3 separate regions of the Macaca mulatta genome follow, and regions 2 and 3 are each linked to region 1. Evidence: chromatin contacts called from public Hi-C data. All regions are on one chromosome and are shown on one strand. Each heading gives the region's core, a stretch centred on a gene start, on an enhancer-like site or on the middle of the called end of the contact. The rest is flanking DNA. Distances are from core to core; before and after follow the strand shown.

What was found. Hi-C and Micro-C count contacts between places; a contact is called where the count stands out from the background.
Region 2: a contact with region 1 is called in a Hi-C map of liver, with 5 times the contacts expected there. The contact joins the promoter of LOC144333309 here to the promoter of RND3 in region 1. A contact is called at or near these places in 3 of 14 Hi-C or Micro-C datasets (fetal cortex germinal zone, fetal cortical plate and liver).
Region 3: a contact with region 1 is called in a Hi-C map of fetal cortical plate, with 2.8 times the contacts expected there. The contact joins the enhancer-like site here to the promoter of RND3 in region 1. A contact is called at or near these places in 4 of 14 Hi-C or Micro-C datasets (blood, fetal cortex germinal zone, fetal cortical plate and 1 more).

The regions. Positions count from the first base shown.
Region 1 is chr12:55,462,235-55,464,793 of T2T-MMU8v2.0, reverse strand. It overlaps RND3 (Rho family GTPase 3), which reads left to right and starts at 1,272. Exons shown (of 5, transcript NM_001261682.1): 1 at 1,272-1,457; 2 at 1,930-2,017. The coding sequence starts at 1,308.
Region 2 is chr12:54,592,616-54,595,174 of T2T-MMU8v2.0, reverse strand. It overlaps LOC144333309, which reads right to left and starts at 1,277. Exons shown (of 2, transcript XM_077956552.1): 1 at 591-1,277. The coding sequence starts at 872. MMADHC (metabolism of cobalamin associated D) reads left to right here and starts at 1,271. Exons shown (of 7, transcript NM_001265642.1): 1 at 1,271-1,335. The coding sequence starts at 1,327.
Region 3 is chr12:56,198,964-56,201,522 of T2T-MMU8v2.0, reverse strand. No RefSeq gene overlaps it. Among named protein-coding and RNA genes, the nearest start is that of RBM43, 23 kb to the left of the region's middle. Within about 2 kb of position 1,267, at least 5 of the 40 cell types and tissues checked have an H3K27ac peak or open chromatin away from gene starts, as enhancers often do. A contact at or near this core is called in fetal cortical plate, where this site is marked.

The sequences.
Region 1 (2,559 bases), core at 23-2,522:
CTCCATAGGAGACCATATAAGTTGGTTTTGGCCAATGTCCCACTATATTGTAACAATTGAAACCTCCTGAGCATTTGGGGTGCAGGAGATGAAGATGAGAAAAAGACTTCTCATAGAAAAAGAACAAATGTGTGGACTATTCTGGTCCTTTCTAAGACTCTTGCTTGCGGGGAAGAGTAGGAGGGCTAGAGAGATGGATGTGGAGGAGGGGAGAGGAGAGGGTGGAAGGTTGTACCTGCATTTTTCAGCTAAAGATATTTGTGCCTTTTGAGTCAAGCCTAGGGTGCTTTGATTCCAGGAAGATGGAGGCTATAAAGAATTAACAGATAATATCAACATCTACCCCCCCGCCAACCCCCAGTCTCCTCACTGCAAGTGTGGGGAGGTGTAACTAAGCTGACAAGTGTTTGGGTCCCTAGGGTTGAGTTTCCAATGGCCTTTGTCACTCAGTGATGGGCATCTTCCACTTCTCTTTCTTCTCCCCTCCCACCTCCTGTACCCACTCCTCAAAACCTTTCTGCCTGACAGGTTTTAGAAGCCAGTGTACTGCTATGACCCAGCCAAGTCAGTTCTTGCATCTGGAATAAAGAGGCTAATCTGTTGGTCCATGGCCTATGTACCTGACACAAACCATTTAAAAAAAAAAAAATAGAACCACTCAACCATTCTCCACCCAAGATTTGCTTCCTATGTTTTATACTGTGCTTTAACTTGGGTGGGAAATGTTTGTTTTCATAAAAGGTCATGAGGCTTCTACAGATAAGCCCCTATATTAAACTATATTTAAAGGGATTGTAGTTTAAATCAATATCCACAGATGCCAGTTTCCCACCTTGCCCTGTGGACTTGTCAGCAAAGCATCTTTGGGGTCTTCATGTCGTCGCAGAGCCTGGTCTGAAATAGATCCCGAACGGGCACCCTAGAGGGCGCACTGCTTACATTTTCGGCAAGCAAGGCAACAGCGCTCACTCCCAGGCTCCATAAAAGGGGAGGAGGCAGATCAGTTTCCTCCTCTCATTGAGAAAGAAGAGGATTGGAAGGCCGGGCGTATAAAGCCGCGCAGAGAGCGTGAAACAAAGCAGTCGGCTCGGAATTGGACTTGGGAGGCGCGGTGAGGAGTCAGGCTTAAAACTTGTTGGAGGGGAGTAACCAACCTCCTCCTCTCGCTCTCCTCCTCGTCTGCGCCGCGTTTCAGGGGTTGCCCATCAGCCTTGCGATTTATTTTTATATCTGCTTTTTATAAAGAGAAAAATATATTTTCTTCTTAAGAGAAAATTCCTGTTCCAAGAGAAAATAAGGCAACATCAATGAAGGAGAGAAGAGCCAGCCAGAAATTATCCAGCAAATCTATCATGGATCCTAATCAGAACGTGAAATGCAAGATAGTTGTGGTGGGAGACAGTCAGTGTGGAAAAACTGCGCTGCTCCATGTCTTCGCCAAGGACTGCTTCCCCGAGGTGAGTGTGGCCGGCCGCGGCTTCCAGGAGGGGGTCGGCCAGTGGGATCCCAGTCCTGAGGTGGGCTTCCCCGCTTTCACCCGTTTTTGCTTAAAAAAAAAAAAAAAAAAAAAAAAGTCTTTCTCGCCCTTACTACTTTCCGCTGGTTAGACTGCGGGGAAAGGGAAAGTGCGCTGGAAACGTTTAGGGTTGGGACGCGCCTGCACATGGGCTGGTTAGCTCCTGAAACTTGTTCGTTCCTGTGTGCATAACCTGGGTTTGGGAAATTCGGGTCAGCACGTCTGTGAGAGCCGGGTCGGGTGGGTGGGGAGTAGGACAGGGATTTCGGAAAGGGTCTATGTGCTTAGTGTATGGTCTGATGTATGAGGGTTTTCTTTCTTAATTGGGGAGCCGGGAGGCGAAGGGTGTTCAACGGGTGTCGTGCATTTAAACATAACCTCTTTGCCCTCTTTCGCCCATTTTGTCTATCCAGAATTATGTTCCTACAGTGTTTGAGAATTACACGGCCAGTTTTGAAATCGACACACAAAGAATAGAGTTGAGCCTGTGGGACACTTCGGGTAAGAGTGGGAGGACCGCGTGGCGCTTGGGGCGGGTTTCCAGCCGCTGGGGGATGCGCGGCGGGTCTCGGGAAACCTCGCGCTACAAGCCGTCTGCGCCCCTCCATTAACTTTGGCCCTCCCAAAGGATTCCCACGGTCCCTGGTGGGCGAAAATTGTATCCCTTCTGGGCGGGGGCGGCAGACGACAGCGTGGACCAGGAGATGGCAGTGGGGAGAGGAGGGCGCTGTGTGCCCGCAGGGTGACCCCGCGGTTGGAGCCACTAGTGGCTAGGTGGCCGGGAGCAATCTGCCCGCGGAGCCGTGGTCAAGTCGCCTTGGGTCGGCCGAGGTGGCCCGATGCTGAAGGGTGTTGCAGCGGCGCTGCGTGCGCCTGGGCGGAACCACCCGGCTCAAGGCAGGCGCCCCTCCTAGATCTAACCTGCTGGTTGGCAGGGAGGCGGGGAGCGCCGCGGGGGTGATGGGAGGCGGGAGAAAATCCCAGAGGCGACGCGGATACTTGCAATTGCCGCTCTTAGGGGAGAGAAACTGAGCGCAGGCAGC
Region 2 (2,559 bases), core at 28-2,527, 870 kb after region 1:
AAGGACATTTGACCAAATGACCGATAAGTCGCTTCAAAATTATTAAGGTTATCAAAAACAAGGAAAGTCTGAGAAACGGTCACAGTCCAGAGAAGCCTGGAGCGACATGGTGACGTATTCCGGACAGGAACCTGGAACGGAAAAGAACACCAGGCCGAAAACTAAGGACAGCTGAAATAAAATATAGGCTTATGGGCTTTAGTCAATTTTTAAAAAACGTATTAGATACATGAAAATGATATACGATTTACAAATCCGTCGCCTAATATTTATTTATTGAGCATATCGAGAGCCTGGCACTGTGGTAGGGATGGGAACACAGAAAGAGGTAAGTGTCCTACGCTCAAAAACAGCGAGTCATGAAAAATAAACAACTATGACAAAAAGAACAGAAGACTGTATCTCCTGGAGGCAGTAAGAAAGGCTTAAGATGGGAAGACTATCAAACGCATCAAGGAGTTCATGAAGGTTAATTGACCGCCTAACGCAGGTTGGGAGCCCTCCTCTCCATCCACCCAAATCACCCTCGCCCCACCTTTTCTCCTCCCATGCGTTTAACCCAGTGACAGGTCGGTTCCACGTAGGCCTACTTTGCGCGTGCGCATCATCGGTTCGGCGATCCTTCGCATCGACGCGCTCAGCAGCAACTTCTTCTGCCTGGTCACCGCCAGCGTAGGCGCTACCACAGCTGCAGTCGCCGCCGCCATTTTAACGGCAGGAAGAGTCTGGTTCTGGGACAGCTGGGGACAGTGGTGGTGCCTGGTACGGACGGTTTCCGCCCACGTTAGCCCCTCCAAACTTGCTCGTGTTAGGGCTACAGCCCTCGGTATTGCCTGTATTTTCACTGGGTCCCTGTCGTTGTCCCCAGCCATCCTGTCCCTCTGTCTTTAGTCTCTTTTCTGCTTCCTCATCCTTCAGCTTAGCCGGAAGCTTTGCCTGGAGCTGTTGTTATGCAGCCCCAACCTCTATTAAAGCAGCCGCTTCGATTCCCGGGACTGAATTGTGGCCGCCCAGCCCCCATTCCCCGCCCCGATCTGGTCCGAGTTTATTTTCCGCGGCTGTAAACCGGAAGGGCTCTGAGCTGCAGTGCCCGCTCCGGGCCGGGGGATCTGTGCCCGGTATGGGGGCGAGTTCTGGCCTCCTTAGGGTACGGGGAGAGCTTGGACTTTGGTCCTGACGTGGTGGAGGACACACCTCCGAAGTGGACGTTACCTCAGTTGTCTGTTGTTGGAGTTTAATCGGTCACTCGTCTGTTTTGTTGTGTTCTTTCCCAGGAATAACTTTACCAAAGGAAAGCTATTTTGCGAACTGCCCTCTCCAGTGGAGATGGCCAATGTGAGTACATTATCTCCTAAGAATCAGCATAGTAAACTAGTTTGGGAATGTTAGGAAATGAAAGAACAGGTTTAATTATGATGGCATTGGGTGGCATAGTGTTAGACAATGTATCAAAAATGTCAGGGGAAGCAAGTGGTGTGAAATTGTGTTATGCTTTGAAGGTGGTAGCATTCTTTTCACTGCAAATACACTTATACAATTTGACTTGTACAGATGTGGAAATTCAAGCACCCTTTCGGTATTTTTAAATACAGCGTTTCAGTAAATATTAGAATCTATGTTTAGGCCCTTTTTTATCTTTTGGGTTAGCTAAACTGAAGGGTGTTTTTTTCTTTTCTTTTCTTTTCTTTTCAACAGTTTCTGTATTGGAAGTGACCTTCCAAATCCTACAAAATAAGAACAGGAGATACTCTCACACACCAAAGATATTTATTGACTGTAACTTTCCAGTGATTAGACACATCCTATCTATAGAATTCATATGTAGCGGTCATAAGACATATATAAAAACAGCTACAATTAAAGTATAAAGTAATAATTTTTTTAGAACGTACACAAAGGTGCAATGCAGATTCAAGGCTTTGTGGAGAGGAGTTTGGGATCACTTCATGAGGGAAACATTTAACTTTTGAAAGGTTTGAAAGATGGGTGAGATTTGTATAGTCTAAAATATGAGCGGGAAGGACAGGAAGGTATATTCATAGAACTCCCCACCCCGCCTACCCCTCTGAAAAATTAAAAAGTCATTGCTCCCTGCTAACCTAAATGTAAGATGTGTGAAAGAGATAAGTGGGAGATAAGGTTGAATTGTGAGGTTGGTACCAAGTAAATGAGAACCTTGAATGCCGAACTCAGTAATTTAGACTTTATTCCTTAAATTGTGATTATTCACTTAGAGCTGTGTACTAGGAAGACTTATATGGCAGCAGTTAGCCAGGATGGTATTTCTGTAATTGAACATGATATATTAAGTCTAAAGTGTGACTGTAGAGACAAGTCATAAGAGTAGATTACTAGTCTTGGCCAAGTTCTACGGTGAATTTTTGCCTGCCCGTAACCTGCACAGAAAAAGAATGCTGTAAAAGAAGTATGTGGCACTTTCAAAGGAGAGAAATTAATTGAAGTAGAATAGAAAGCTATTATTTGACCTGGTTTTATTTTGGTTTAAATGAATAAATTATAATAGTTCAGTAGGGAAGATCCTTTTGTAAGTCTTTTGTT
Region 3 (2,559 bases), core at 18-2,517, 740 kb before region 1:
AATGGCTTGTGGCAGAGTAGCTATAGTTTTAAAACATAAATATACAAAAGTGTCTATAAAACTATGTATTTCTATATACTCAGAGATGAAGAGGTTATTCATGGTAAATAAGCCTTCCTAGATTAGGTGTATGCTTTCTTGCCCTTGCTTTCTTTTTTTTAATGCCAGTTATAATACTTTGTACAATCAATTATTATTTTAAAGTACATTAATTTAGTAGATGTCAATTATTTGTAACACTTTCTATGCTTCCCTTTTCTTGCCACCTGGTGCCAAAGCCTGGTCTTAACGATTTTGTCTCTCATCTTTTTTACATTTTTTTTTTTTTTTTTTTGAGACAGGGTCTCACTCTGTCATCCAGGCTGGAGTGCAGTGGTGCAGTCTCGGTTGCAGTGGTGCAATCTTGGTGCAGCCTCGCCCTTCTGGGCTCAAGCGATTCTCCTACTTCAGCCTCCCGAGTAGCTGTAACTAGAGGTGCGCACCACCACGCCTGGCTAATTTTTCTACTTTTTGTAGAACAGGGTTTCGCCATGTTGGCTAGGCTGATGTCGAACTCCTGGGCTCAAGCTATCCGTCCAGCTCGGCCTCCCAAAGTGCTGGGATTACAGGTGTGAACCATCGTGCCTGGCCCTCTCTTCTGTTCTGTTTTCATCCATTTGATGCCATATCAGAAACAACTGTGAGAATTTATTTCTTTTAGCGAAACCTCCGCCTACTCCCAATTCTAACCCAAATGCAGTGATGAGTAAAATGAGAAAGTGGCAGTTTGAAATAAAGGAGCTGTTAAAACAATAGGAGTACCTTGGAAACAGCAGCAAGACTTCTGGCAGAGATGATGATGTTAATTTGATGTTGTTGCTGTTATTGTTTTAAGTAAGTCTTTGTACTCCTATATGATGATGTTACTTTAAATGATGGAATATGACATCTCCCATAGACTGTGGAATAAACATGTAGCTTCTGACTCTGTACTTAATATTCAGTAAACGTTATCTTTCATTATTAAAGAAAATAAAATAATTCCATCCTCGTTGAATGGTGTGATGTAAGAAATATGCAGCTAAAAGGGCATACATCATGAAATTATTTACATTGGGATCATTTTTCTAGTTCTTATTTGGTTTGAGAATCAGAGGCTGTTATAATCTGAAAAAGCACTAGAGGGAGCCAGATCTCTGTCTGAGGAATTCTTTGCTCTTCTGCTGAAACACTGCTGTAGCCCACATTTAAATCAGCTGTGGTGGCTCCAGAGGCGCAATCAGTTAGCGTGGTACTTCCAAATCAGCTTGCAGACTTGTGAATTTCGTGCTCAGCCTTAGTTCACAGGCAAGATTCCACGTGCATTAGAAATGTAGAAATCACAGACTTTAGAGGGTAAAGTGTTACACAATAAAGGGACCCAGGAGACTTCCAAATACAATCGGTGGAGCGTGTTTGGGTTATGATTCAAACAAAACAGCCATAAGAAGATGCTAGTGAGGGCCGGGCGCCGTGGCCCACGCCTGTAATCCCAGCACTTTGGGAAGCCGAGGTGGGCGGATCACGAAGTCAGGAAATCCAGACCATCCTGGCTAATACGGTGAAACGGCGTCTCCACTAAAAATACAAAAAATTAGCCAGCCGTGGTGGCGGGTGCCTGTAGTCCCAGCTACTCAGGAGGCTGAGGCAGGAGAATCGCTTGAACCCGGGAGGCGGAGGTTGCAGTGAGCCGAGATCGCACCACTGCACTCCAGCCTGGGCGACAGAGCAAGACTCTGTCTCAAAACAAACAAACAAAAAAGATGCCGGTGAGACAACTATGGAAATTTGAACAGGAAGACGATCTTAAACCATATTATAGAATTACTGTTAATCTTTTTAGGTGTCATAATGATATCTTGGGACTGGGCATTGTGGCTTAGCACTTTGGGAGGCGGTGGTGGGAGGACTGCCTGAGCCCAGGAGTCTGAGACCAGCCTGGGCAACATGGCAAGACCCCATTTCCACAAAAAAATAAAAAATAAAAAATATTATGATATCTTGGTAATGCTGAAATCCCTTTTCTATTAAATATACATAGGAGAATTGAAAGTATGTGTGCGTGTGTGGAGAGGGGTGGGAAGATAATAGAAGAAACAAGATTGACAACATCTGATAATTGTCGGAGCTGGAGTTCATTATGCTATTTATTCTCCCTTTGTGAATGTTTTAAATTTACCTTTAAAAGTAAAAATGAAAAAGTAAAGACATTATATTCTTACAATATATATTTATGATGTAGTTTACCACCATTTATGGCTAATGTATATTTCTTAGGTTGCAAACTCAGTTTTGCAAGAAAATATCACCTTTCCCCATAACTGATTTTAATTTCTAGTTTGAATTTTTATTTTACTAGCTGTCAGAAACCAAATATCAATTAATTCAGAGTAATCTCACATTGCACCGAGTCAAAAAATTAATTCAAGATCATCTTGGTCAATTCGGGATTTTTCCACCTCATCTGCCAGCAGAATTGCTAAGTGAAAGCAAGTGAGTGAGAGGTGGTGATGCTGAGTCAGGGACTGGTCCTTGGTTGTC